Regions from separate parts of the Mus musculus genome. Here region 1 is linked to region 2. Evidence: chromatin contacts called from public Hi-C data. All regions are on one chromosome and are shown on one strand. Each heading gives the region's core, a stretch centred on a gene start, on an enhancer-like site or on the middle of the called end of the contact. The rest is flanking DNA. Distances are from core to core; before and after follow the strand shown.

Region 1 (6,321 bases), core at 708-3,207, 350 kb after region 2:
AGTGGGGTGGGATGCCTAGAGGGTGGCTGGCAACTCTGCCATTCTGCCACAGTGTTTACTGGCTCCAACTTCATACATATTCTCTTCTGTGGACTGTGTCCTGTTTGTTCGTCACGGGTACACAGCCACGGCTAGCCTGTAGCACGTGGGCTGCGTCCTTGGCTGCTCTTCTGCCAGTGAGATGGCTATATTTGTCCCTGGAGTCATTGGCAAAGTTCACCTCCACGGGTCGCTTCTGGGCTGCCTCCTCCTCCTGTTTCCGAGCCAGCTCGTTCCACTTCTCCTCAACCTTTTTGGATTTCGTCTCCATGATCGTCAGAGCATAGCTCTTCAGCTGATGGTGCAAACTCCTCTTTGAAGATTATGGCATAGGGACAGTTTCTTCATGTGTCCACTGTCTAGTATGAAATCAGACACCTTCCCTTTGTCATCTTTTTATATAACTCTACTTTTTGTTTTCTGTCTTGTGACAGCCAGCCCTAACCTAATGACATTACTGCCTGCTCTATCCTAGTCAGTTATTGACAATTCTCTCAGGATGCTCAGGCCCGAGTAATAATTTACACACACTTATACCTCCCTCCCCACAACACACCCATAGGCCTTGGCTGAAGAAACTTAATATGGTACTAGGCATCCCTCAAGGGCCCTAGACCTTTGCTGTAAATGCCTGTGAGATCCTAGAGGCCTGCAGGTGAGATGAGAATGGGAAAATGGTGTTCCTGCTGTGAGGTATTTAACTGCTGCAGCAGTCTTGGGTTTACAGTTTCTTCTAGCTTGCTGTCCAGCCTTGCGCCTACTAGTCATCCAGGCTGGGTGGCTTCTCCATGGAGGTCCGTGGTTCAAGTTTTAAAACGTGTATGTACTCACCAAAACGGAGCATTAGAGATAGTTTGGATCAAAATTTCTGTTATGTGAATTAAAATTTCCTCTTTGACACAGCATACATACAAATCGGAATATTTACTTTTTACCCAGCAGATTCAGCATTTCTATTGAAGAAAACCCGTGTGATGATAGGCCATGGCAATTGAATGCCTTAAAGCAGAGATAAAAATTTGGTATTCAACACTTTCAAACTCTCCAGTATTTGTATAAAAGATGCCAGACCAAGGATACTCAAGACCATACTCAGAATACTTTGTGGTACAACTTGTTGGCATCCCAACGCGCACTCTCATATTCTTGTCTGGCAGTCTGGCTCTCTATGGTCCCTTCTATGCTGGACTCTATTTGGGGACAGATGCAAATCAGGGTTTCCTGCCGTGGCTTCTCCTAGAGAGACTTTCTAGCCTTGGTCCTTGCTCTTCCCAGACACTGTCACTTGGCTCACTGTACTGATTCTTTGCTTCACTGACCTCAGTTGAAAAACAGAAAAGAAAATGATGAGTCTATCAGGAAGAAGAAGAAGAAGAGGAAGAGGAAGAGGAAGAGGAAGAGGAAGACGAAGAAGAAGAAGAAGAAGAAGAAGAAGAAGAAGAAGAAGAAGAAGAAGAAGAAGAAGAAGAAGAAGAAGAAGAAGAAGAAGAAGAAGAAAGCAACAGGTGTTAAAAATGAGGATAGAAATGAAGACCATGAAGAAACCAGCATGTATCTTTGGTTAAAACAAACAAACAAACAAACAAAACAACAAATGTAGAATGTCAATATTTTTTAAAATACATTTCGAAAGCAGATGCTTGCTCTGCTCTGACTCTGGGGATCAGACTCTGAGGCCGAGTGCGGATACTGCCCAGGTCACTTCCAACGAGGATTTAAACAGCGTTCACATCTGAGCTTGGAAGGGTGTGGTTGTTTGTGGCTGGAGTAGTTACACTGAAGGGAAAACTTCTTAGACTTTGTGAGGGTAAATGTAAGAGGGACCCGAGGGGCATGTGTACCCCAGTACATGTGTACCCCAGTATGCTCACAGAAGCTTTCTTACAGCACAGCCGGAGTCTGTGGAGAGCAAAGTCAGCTTCCGTTTTAGGAAGGAAAAGGCAGGAAGTGGTGAGTAAGCAGGTGGCCAGTTTGTTAGAACTAAGAAGGCTGATTACTTCCCTCTGCAAATTCTCCCGAATATAGACTAAGAATTTCTCAGAGTCTGTAGGCTTAAAGCATGGAACATCTCTGTGGGATCTCGGGCATTACAGGTTCCTGGAGAGCAATGACTTGTTACAGCTTGGCTCTCTGTGTTAGTGCTGTCCTAGCTCACAAGGAACTGCCTCACCTCTTTGAAAGGAGGTTTTTAATCAATAGGAAAAACAATTTCCACTGGCATTAGGAGCACATCGACCCGTCTTTGAGAATATCACTTGTCCCTGGTACTTGAATGTTGTTGGCCACAACACACTTCAGAAGAAGAGAGTCCAGCGACCCGGAAGGATGAAGGTCAAATGCTGGGATCTGTGAATAAGGGACTAGCGAGACATGCTGTCTATAGCAGTAGAAACTACTTTAGTAGTAACTGATCTCTTTAACTAGTTACCACGGATCTAAATGCAGCAGTAAAAAGAACTTTATGAGTCTATAAAGTGGGAGAGAGTCTGATCATACAAGCAAACAAATCCTACTTTATCACAAAAGTCACACTGAGTTCAGCTGCCCCACAATAATGTTTCTGGTTATCCATGGACTGGGTCTCAAAATTTGTAGGAATAAGTTTCAAAATTTGATTATGTGAAATTGAAAAATCCTCCATGTATCAATCAAAATATATTATGCCATTATGCCTTAAATATTTTTGACAACTTTGTTTTATTAATAGTGTATATATTTTTTTTCCCTTTTTTTTTTTTTAATGGCAAAAAGAACACACAAAATTTGTTGCATGTCCGAGGCAGGGGAGAATTAGACTCTTACATAGTATTTCTTGTGACAATATCATTAATTGCTTTTGGAATGCATTTTGTCTAGACTTTCTCAGTGAGTGCTTCACAGACAACTAAGTAAATATTTAGGGCTGTAGCCCTCAAGATGAGGTGTAGAAGCCCCCGTGAATTCTAGAAATCGTTTGAGGGGGTCAGCTGAGGCACTAGCCTTTTTAACTCTCATTCTCTCATGAGTGCAAAGGGAAGTTTCCCAGAGGACACAGGTCATGGGAGACCTCCTCAGAGAATTCAGAAGCAGACTTGGGAAGCTCATTAATCTTAGCTGTCCATTAAGTCAGTACTGGTAAGACTTATAGAAACACAAAAGGAAGGGACGTTCTTCTCAAGCTTTTATTCTGGAAAATAGACCTTATTTTATTTTCATGCTTCTTAGAGTATGTGTAAAGAAAAAGAAATATTCTGAATTCTTTTCAGTTTTAATTTCTTTCTTTTTAAAATTTTTTTCAAATTTATTTATTTAATGGATGAGTGCTCTGTTTCATATATATCTGCCTGCCTGAAGATGGAATCATATCCCCCTAGAGATGGTTGTGAGCCACCACGTGGTTGCTGGGAATTGAACTCATGACCTCTGGAAGAGCGGCCAGTGCTTTTAACCACTGAGTCATCTCACCAGCCCCAGTTTTAATTTCTTATATGGTATACAGAAAGGTACTTAGGAAGAAACAGCCTTCAGTAGAAAACTTGAGGTTTGTGCTGGTTAGGTTTTTTTGTTGTTGAGTTTTTATTTTTATTTTATTTTTATATTTTATTTTATTTTATTTTATTTTATTTTATTTTATTTTATTTTATTTTTGTCAACTTGACCCAAACTGGAGTCATTAAGGAAGAGATAACATCAGTGGAGGAACTGCCTGTATCAGATTAGCCTGTGGGTATGTCTGTCAAGCTTTTTCTTAGTGGTTGATTGATGTGGGAGAGCCAAGCTTAACTGTGGGAGGTGCCTTTCCAGGGCACATGGCCCTGAGGCAGATAAGAAAGCAAACTGATCAAATCACAGGAGCAAACCAGTAAGCAGGACTCTGTCTATAGTCTTGGCCTCAGCTCCTGCCTCCAGGTTTCAGCTTGAGTTCTTGCCCTGGCTTCTCTTGACGATGGACTTGCAAGACATAATAAGTCTTTTTCTTCCAAGTTACTTCTGATCACGGGGTATATCTTGACAATAGGAAGCAAACGAGGACAAGGGTCTCAACTGTTAAGAGTGACATACTTTATGAGAGTGGATACTTTATAAGGTGTCCCAGTGGTCAAAAAGTTTTAAGATATGAACGGTAAACATTGTGGCATTGGGAGTGTTTTATTACAACACATTTTGTACACTTCCTTTGGAACATACTTTATGACTTACAATCACACACTCCTGTACGTCCTTAGCAGAAATTTGTATATTCTCTTAGAGACATATATACAAATATTCACAATAATCTTAGTAGTATCAAACTGGAAGCACCTTACATATCCATTAGTTGTAGAACCAATTTCACACATGCAATCATATAAGCAATTGCATTGAAATAAAAGCAAAACAAAGCCAGGCAAAAGCCTCATGCCTGGTTGATAAGCACCATAAAGAACTCCAAGGGGGTGCTTATCATAAAACTCAGGACAGTGGCTACCTTGGCAAGTAGGTGGGTGAAGCAAGCAGAGAGTTCATAGGAAAACTTTCTCGTTTGCTAGTAATGTTTTTTGGCCTATGGGACAGTGCTTGGTGGTGCTTGGTTTGTGATAATTTGTGCTTCCATTCTCTGTATTATATTTCACAATATAGAAGGCACAAACGCCTCTCTTTCTATGCTCAGAGATACTGAGCATCCCTGAAGACCAGTAATGAAAATAAGCACAGAAAATAATTTGATATATGTTTCAGAAGTTAATCTTATTAGAATGTTCTAGTGCCTTCACTTAAAAGAAATGCTCTAATTCAAGGGCAGGAGCTCTCCTTCTTCCATGCATCAGGGTCTACCATTGTTTCTCTGTGTGTAAGTTTCTTTCTACTGGGTTCCAAGTTATCATTGAGGCTGGATGTCCCAGGACCCAAAGGAGTGGATTCCCCTGATATGGCTTTCCTAAATGTGAGGCTTTGTTTTCTGTGGTATCAGAAGCATCTCAGTGGACCAGGCTTCATGGGAAACACCCACTCCTCTTCGAAACATGAAATAAATTTCAGGTCACTATGCCTGGAACATTCTTCTGTAAGGGGATTTTGTAGTGGGAACTCATCATTGAGGTCACCTGCGTCCAGCACTGTCACAGTGTTTTTATTCTCCACATAGATCCTGGCTCTTAACTAACCTGATTGTGCCATATAGGAGACACTCTTGTGTGTCACAGCCCTTCATAGTAAATTATGTACATGTTTCACAACTGCTTGGCTACCTGTATATTTTCATGAGAGTATACGGTCTCAAGTACATGTTAAGTGGTTTTTCTACTGGCTCATCAGTTTAGTTACATCAAGGTTTGAATCATCCAGGATAAAGATTGTATTACTCTACTGGTGTTAAATAATTTATAAATTTGGCCAGAGTTGACAAGTTGAGGCGTGTCTAGACTTTAACTTGAACAAGAATAAACTTTATTTTCTCTTAAAGCATGCTGGTAGTATTACGTTGAACGTTCCCAGTCAGGTTGTAACAGCTCATCTGAAAACGGATCTGAGGACCCTGCAGCTTGCAGAGCATTTTAGTAAAACACACGGGTATAAAGAGACATGAGAGGTGGTATTTCAGCATTACTCTCGGGACAGAGAGTAATTACTTGGGCAGGTTGTGGGAAACGCTATGATGTCAAACATACGAACCTCAGATGATCTCAGTAATTAACTGGTCCTCTTGTCCCTTTTTGTCACTCCTGGTCTGATGAAAATGCCGATGGCTTGTGCCCGGATGAGCACAGTCGTTTCAGAAGCAATGGTAAACCTGTGTTTCTTTGTAAACGTTTCAGGGGTAGCCTGGATAGCCAAGCTTCCCTCACGATGGATGGAGATGTAACACTTACTGACCTCGATGATCTTCTCAGCAGCCTTGCAGCTTCCACGCAGTCCTTCTGCAGTAGTCGCGTAACTTTGGAAACAGCTCTTCTACAGAGCCTTGTTTAGGAGAAAGTGGCTCTGGGCCGATAAGGTGACTGCTTAACAGAGAAGGGCCTTGCCTTCAAACCAAAAGACCTGGGTTTGATTCCCAGACCCCACATGGAAAAAGGAGAAAACCAACACCCACAAGTTGAACCCAATTGCCACAGGAGTACACACACAATAAAATATAATAAACATTTTTTAAGGGTAAAAAATGATTTCTAAGAAAGGTGGTAACTTCTGTGGGACTGGAATTCTTACTACAACTCCCATTCTTCCCATTCTCTGGACATCTTCCAAGTGCACACTATATGACAGGAACTTTTTATGGTTAGAAGCAAGGTGGCTTACAAAGGTCTATCTGGTCTACAACGTGCC
Region 2 (6,031 bases), core at 1,278-3,777:
TTGTAGAGGAAGAACTAAACATTGCTGGTAAGAATATTAATTAGGGATGGCGAGATGGCTCAGCAGGTAAGAGCACTGACTGCTCTTGTAGGTCCTGAGTTCAATTCCCAGCAACCACATGGTGGCTCACAACCACCCATAATGAGAACTGATGCCCTCTTCTGGTGTGTCTAAAGACAGCTACAGTGTACTCATATACATAAAATAAATAAATGAATTTTAAAAAAAGAATATTAGTTAGCGCAGCTACTATGGAAACCATTATGGTGGTTCCTCAAAAACCTAAAAACAGAACACATATATCCCAGGAAATGAGCTTGGTATATAAAAGAGATGCCTGCCCATCCATGCTTACTGCAGGCTCTATTCATGATAACCAAAATATGAAGCCACCCTAGGTGTCAGGAACAGATGAACAAATGAAGAAAATCTGGCACACGCAACAGCAGAGTTTGCTTAGCCACAGAGAATGAAATCACACTGTTGCAGGGAAAGAGGTGGAACCAGAAATTATCCAGAGCAAACTTGGCCTGACATAGAATAAATAGCATTGTCTCTAATATGTGGACTCTGAAAAGAAAAGAAATAAACAGACACGTCCTGAAAATAAAAGTCTGACATTTGTGGAATGGTCATGGTGGGGATAGGATGGGTTAAGGAGAGTGAGAGTGGGGGGAGGAGACAAAGTATGAGACCAAGCAAAGCACACACACACACACACACACACACACACACACAGGAACCTCCCAGTGAGACCTAATGCTGGGTACAACTCATAGACCTAACGTTACTTAAAACGAAATAATGAGAAAGAGCTTTGCCCACTACATGAACTTCTTTTTTTTTAAGAAATAGTCTTATTAGAAACTAACATGGTTTCTTTACATCTTCTCAGACACTGAGAACAGTTCAGTTTCTCATTACTCCCTGAGGAGATCTGTTTCCTGGCTGAAAAAAGGAAGGCCCTCGATGCTGAAGGGCTGGGTCAAGGTCGCTCAGCTCGTTAGAGTCGGAATCTCTCCCTCCGTGGGAGCCTTGTGGATGTCCTCAGTCTAAATCCACACATGTACTCAGCCTGCCTTTCAGGCCAGCAACCATCGAGGCTACAGCCTAGAGTTAATGAAAGCAGCGACCCACCTCAGAATCATAGAGGGCTCCATTTTTACCACCTCCTGTGCAGAGGACATGTTCCGTTGACCTAGTGTGAAAAAGACAGCTGATGACCTGTTTGTTCCAAGACATGGATCTTGATCACAATTTGTTATATCTTAAGGTGTGTTGTAAATAACAGGTCCCGGCTTGTGCTGTGATGTTTGCCCTAGTACTACACATAACCAGCCTTCTAAACTTTCACAGTTTCCATGTATCTGTTGTTGTTGTTGTTCCTTCCTCTTTTCCTCCTCTTCTTCCGTTTTACTTACACCGTTTAATACCAGCTCTAATAAGAGGCAAACTACCATGCCCTACTTTTTCATTGGCAAATTTATTGAACAAATTTCTATTCTCTCATCCCTGTCACTTAGGAAATGTTTGCTTAAACTGGACCAAGGGCTGCTGGTATAGAAACCCACTTACTCTTCCCATTGGCCAACACTGACCAGTGAAATAATATTAAGCTCCTGTTAATCTTCCCAGTCATTCAGAAAAGACAAAACTCCGAAAACACAGTACTCTTAGCTGTGTTAAGAAAAACAACTTGGGGCTGGTGAGATGGCTCAGTGGGTAAGGGCACCCGACTGCTCTTCCGAAGGTCCGAAGTTCAAATCCCAGCAATCACATGGTGGCTCACAACCACCCGTAATGAGATCTGATGCCCTCTTCTGGTGTATCTGAAGACAACTACAGTGTACTTACATATAATAAATAAATCTTTAAAATAAAAAAGAAAAGAAAAACAGCTTAAATAGAAGAGGAAAAAAATGTCACCCAAGTTGGATATTCTAGTTCTCAGTTATGAAAGCTGTATATCTCCCACTGCAAGAAGTCTCACGTCTGAAGGGAAATGGAGGAGGCATCTGCTGTGTGGCCATGTGCTCTTTCACCCAGTGGCATTTCCCGGCATCCCCAGCCACCAGGGAGTTTCAAGGTAGCTCTAGTTTTCCCGAGCTAATCAACTAAAAGCAGCTAACTACCCAACAGGCTTTGCGGTGCAGGCTGAGGCTGGCTCTTCTCAAGGAGGACAGGCAGGCTGTAGCCTTTAAAAATGGATTTCAGTGAGAACTAAGGACAGTGATTTTCTTCTGGAATGGTCGGGCTCTTATTCCAGTACAGTTCTCAGTTAGCCATTTTTCTTGAACAAGAACCTGGAAAATCTGTCATTCTATAGCTCACAAAGACACCCGTAATCTGCTATCAGCATACAGTTTGATAAAAGAGCCATTTCCCCTTTCTCACAATCTTCTACTGGCAGGAACAAGAGCCCAGTGCGATCCAACGCCGAGCACATGGCATTTCTGGCTGTGATACAAAGGACTCCAACATCCTTCTGCATATTTGATGACCCTGGGGACCCTGCAGTGTAGCGCTGCTGTGGGAACATCTGAGGCCGCCAGCGGGCACAGCTGTCTTTGTCTTCCCACGCTGCTCAGAGCTGTGGTTGTGGGGAGCTGCAGAAACGGAAACGGGGTGCTGGTTGAGAAAAATCATAAGGCTCACCAGGGCCCACATTCCCCCACGAAATCAGTCTATCTGGTTCTGAGTTGCTGATTTCTGTTCACACCCCCACCCCGTATGTTGCCTATTGTGCCCCCGCATCTCTTCACCTCACTGAAGGCTGTGTCCCATAAAGAAAACCGGTCTCTCAGGGGAAGCACTGTGGCTTCTGGTGTGGGACTCTGCCCTAGAAGTGGTGGGGTTAGAGTGCTGCGGTTTCCTGGGATGTGATGAAAACAGGGTCCACACAGTGTTTACATGTCGTTCAGGAAGGGACCGGGGGCTTCTGAGAAGGAAAAGGCTTCGGACTGGCAGTGGTAATGTTCACCTTTAATCCCAGCACTCAGCAGACAGAGGCGGATGGATCTCTGTGAGTTTTGAGGCCAGCCAGATCTACATAGCAAATTCCAGGCCATTTAAACCTATATAGTGTGGCCCTGCCTCCTCCCTCCAAAAAGTAAAAAAAAAGAAAGGAGGAAGGGAGAGAGGGAGGGAGGGAGGGAGGGAGGGAGGGAGGGAGGGAGGGAGGGAGGGAGGGAGGGAGGGAGGGAGGGAGGGAGGGGAAGAAAATGAGAGAAGAAACCTGTTCATGTCTTGAAATAAGACATGTTTATCTGAGCAATGCTGAGTGCCCCCCTCACTGTAGTCTCCTACTTGATGCACTATTATAAGCTTGCCTTCAAACTACACGAGACAATTATTCTTAACTCTCTCTAAATACCAAAATAATCATGCACAAATCTTTTAAAAATGCAAAGGCAGCAGTGTGTGATAGCATGGGCTGGAATCCCAGCACACAGGAAGCTGATGCACGAAGAACACAAGTTCAAGGCCAGCTTCAGCTATAGAGCCAGACCATGCCTCAGACAGAAAAAAAAGAGAGAGATCGAGAGAGAGAGAATTTGCTGCTCAAATGCCAGCCCAAAAGGACTAGTTCAGAATCTTCAGCATTAGGGATCAGCAATTCTTACGCTGAAAGTCCCAGTGCCCAGCTGAGGTGGGAGTCCCTGGTTGGCAGCCACTGAGCGGGTGATTCACAAATGCCCAGTGGCTCCAGCAGCAAAGATTTTGAGAATTCCTCTCCCTGGACATGGTAGGACTCTGATTTCCTGAAGCATTTGCCCTTGTGAACATGTCTGACAATTGGTCTAAAGGCAGCCTGCTCAGTCCCACTAAGAGGACTTCCCATTTCTAGAGAGATCTTTTACCATTTTAAGAATAGGTGTATAGAGAGGAATTCGAGGGAGGAAAAAGAAAGGGGAAGTGAATTAATTATATTTTAATCTCTAAAATGGTTTTAAAAGAATAAGTAAATAACCAGGCAATGATGACATTCACCTTCATACCCAGGACTCAGGAGGCAGAAACAAGTGAATCTCTGAGTTCAAGGCCAGCCTGATCTACGGAGTGAGTTCCAGGACAGCCAGAGCTACTGAGAGAAACTCTTGTCTCAAAACAAACAAGCAAACAACAAAAATAGGTATATAAGAAAAGCAAGACGGGCCTTTGGGCCTCCATCATTTAAGTTGAATTGCACCAATGGTCAAAACATGACAATACAAAGTCATTCATTATTGATTCTAACTAAAGCCAAGCAATGGGCATGATTGACTCCATTGGAAGGATCCAAAATGATCAAGAAAGTAGTAGCAATGTGTGAGGTCAGGACATCACCCATTCACCCACTTACATGGCTAAGTTCATAGTAATTAAAGGGATGTATGGATACTAGATACTATCTATAATGTTTCCACATACACTTACTATCTGCATAAACAAATATGTGTCTTCAAATCATAAGGTTTCATAATTGAAATTATTCTCAGGAATGCAGGTCTAGAAAAATAATAAAACACATGGTCTCAGGTTTATAAAATGTTGGCATTACAACTTACTTTAAAGGAGTTTTTTTTTTTTTTTTGAGGTTTCAGCTAACATCTGGCAGTGAATATCAATGCTGACCAACTACCCACAGCTGGTATTAATAGGATAGAGAAATGTTATGTTTCCTGGTTAAAATGTCCAAGCCAAAAATGATTCTCGCAAGCAAACTGGGCTGCTAGAAATTCGACCTGATGGATTAGTCGGTTTCACTTTTCTATTTCCGGCCTATGAAGATGGATCCCGGGGCCAGCTTTCACAGGGAAACGTCTTATTTAAATGTTTAAAACCAGAGATGCCTACCTCTGGCTTCCGCCATCGAAATGTACGATATTTGGAGAGGACACTCCTTGGTCATCTCTAAATGCACCCACAGCAGCTAAGACAGGAAATCAAGACCTCAGACCTGGTATTCAAACTGGCTCTGATCTCACCGAGGCCTTATTGTTGTCCCAGCACTAGTGAGAAGAACAAAAAACTAAAGAACAATAGCCAAATCATTGTTCTCTCTAGTAATAAACCTTGTTTGCCATACATAGGCCAAATTCATATGGGATGCTAATGGTGCATCAGCCTTGAAGACGGGCCAGCTGTTTAGCCAAAAAGAGAAGAACTGAAGAGATAGGGTCTGCAGGATGTCAGCACACAGCACAGCTACAACATCAGAGCACCCCGGTCTCCTCTGTTTATGTGGCTTACCTCACTTTCCCAGAAAGAGAACTCTTTATAAGGAGTCGGGGTTCTTTCTTTGCCTGGATAGCGGGGCTGACCTTGAGCCGTGAGCATCACCTGGAATATAAATGCCTCACTGGCCTGGGGCGGAACCCTAAGGACTCTCCTCCTTACATAAATTTCTCTTCCCCTTCCTGAGCAATGAACTTCTACTGCAAGAAAAGCCCATACCCTCAAGTCACTGAGCTTTTTATACACAGCATCTTCTTCCACTTGAAGCAGTGTTGCCTCAGTGAAGGCCCCTTCCCCCACGTTCTCATGGAGGGACCGACTTGACTCTGCACCATGGAGCTGTGTGCAAGGAGTGCACCTCTCTCTCCCATCCCTTCCCCTCCATTCTCTGCTCTTCAGTCTCCATGTGACCCTGAACAATAATCCTATTACATCCCTGATCTCTCTCCAGGACGTTCATCTCCATCCACCTTTTTAATGGCATTGTTAATGATTTGAAGGGAGTAAATCACAGTCAAGATAATGGCTGCAAAAAATTAATAGACATGATTTTTATGATATAATATACTAGTGTACTAATCGTGAGAACAGTTAATTGAAAAGCACTAAATATTTTATTATCCATTCAGCATTCTGTTTATTCTTTCTCCCATTCTGAACTTTTTACCTATTATTCTTTCATAATTTCCCATAAAGGAAAACTGCAGAGTAAGATAAAGGGGATTCTAATCTCTACATCTAATTACAGAAATGAGTAAATCAGCATTTAACATGTCATAATCTTAAGAAAAAGGAGCAAGGCACAATTCAAGGA

What was found. A called contact is a pair of places that touch in the nucleus more often than the background predicts.
Region 1: a contact with region 2 is called in a Hi-C map of CD8 T cells, with 4 times the contacts expected there. The contact joins two enhancer-like sites. A contact is called at or near these places in 2 of 39 promoter capture datasets (both in the C10 cell line), 1 of 484 Hi-C or Micro-C datasets (CD8 T cells) and 1 of 115 datasets of contacts at active chromatin or transcription factors (microglia).

What each region holds. Positions count from the first base shown.
Region 1 is chr2:75,821,989-75,828,309 of GRCm38.p6, forward strand. The region is part of intron 1 of Gm34861 (a long non-coding RNA gene); the gene reads right to left. Among named protein-coding and RNA genes, the nearest start is that of Agps, 7.0 kb to the right of the region's middle. Within about 2 kb of position 1,958, at least 102 of the 459 cell types and tissues checked have an H3K27ac peak or open chromatin away from gene starts, as enhancers often do. A contact at or near this core is called in CD8 T cells, where this site is marked.
Region 2 is chr2:75,468,019-75,474,049 of GRCm38.p6, forward strand. It overlaps Gm50595, which reads right to left. Exons shown (of 7, transcript XM_017319380.1): 4 at 2,395-2,606; 5 at 1,138-1,198. Among named protein-coding and RNA genes, the nearest start is that of 9430019J16Rik, 27 kb to the left of the region's middle. Within about 2 kb of position 2,528, at least 96 of the 459 cell types and tissues checked have an H3K27ac peak or open chromatin away from gene starts, as enhancers often do. A contact at or near this core is called in CD8 T cells, where this site is marked.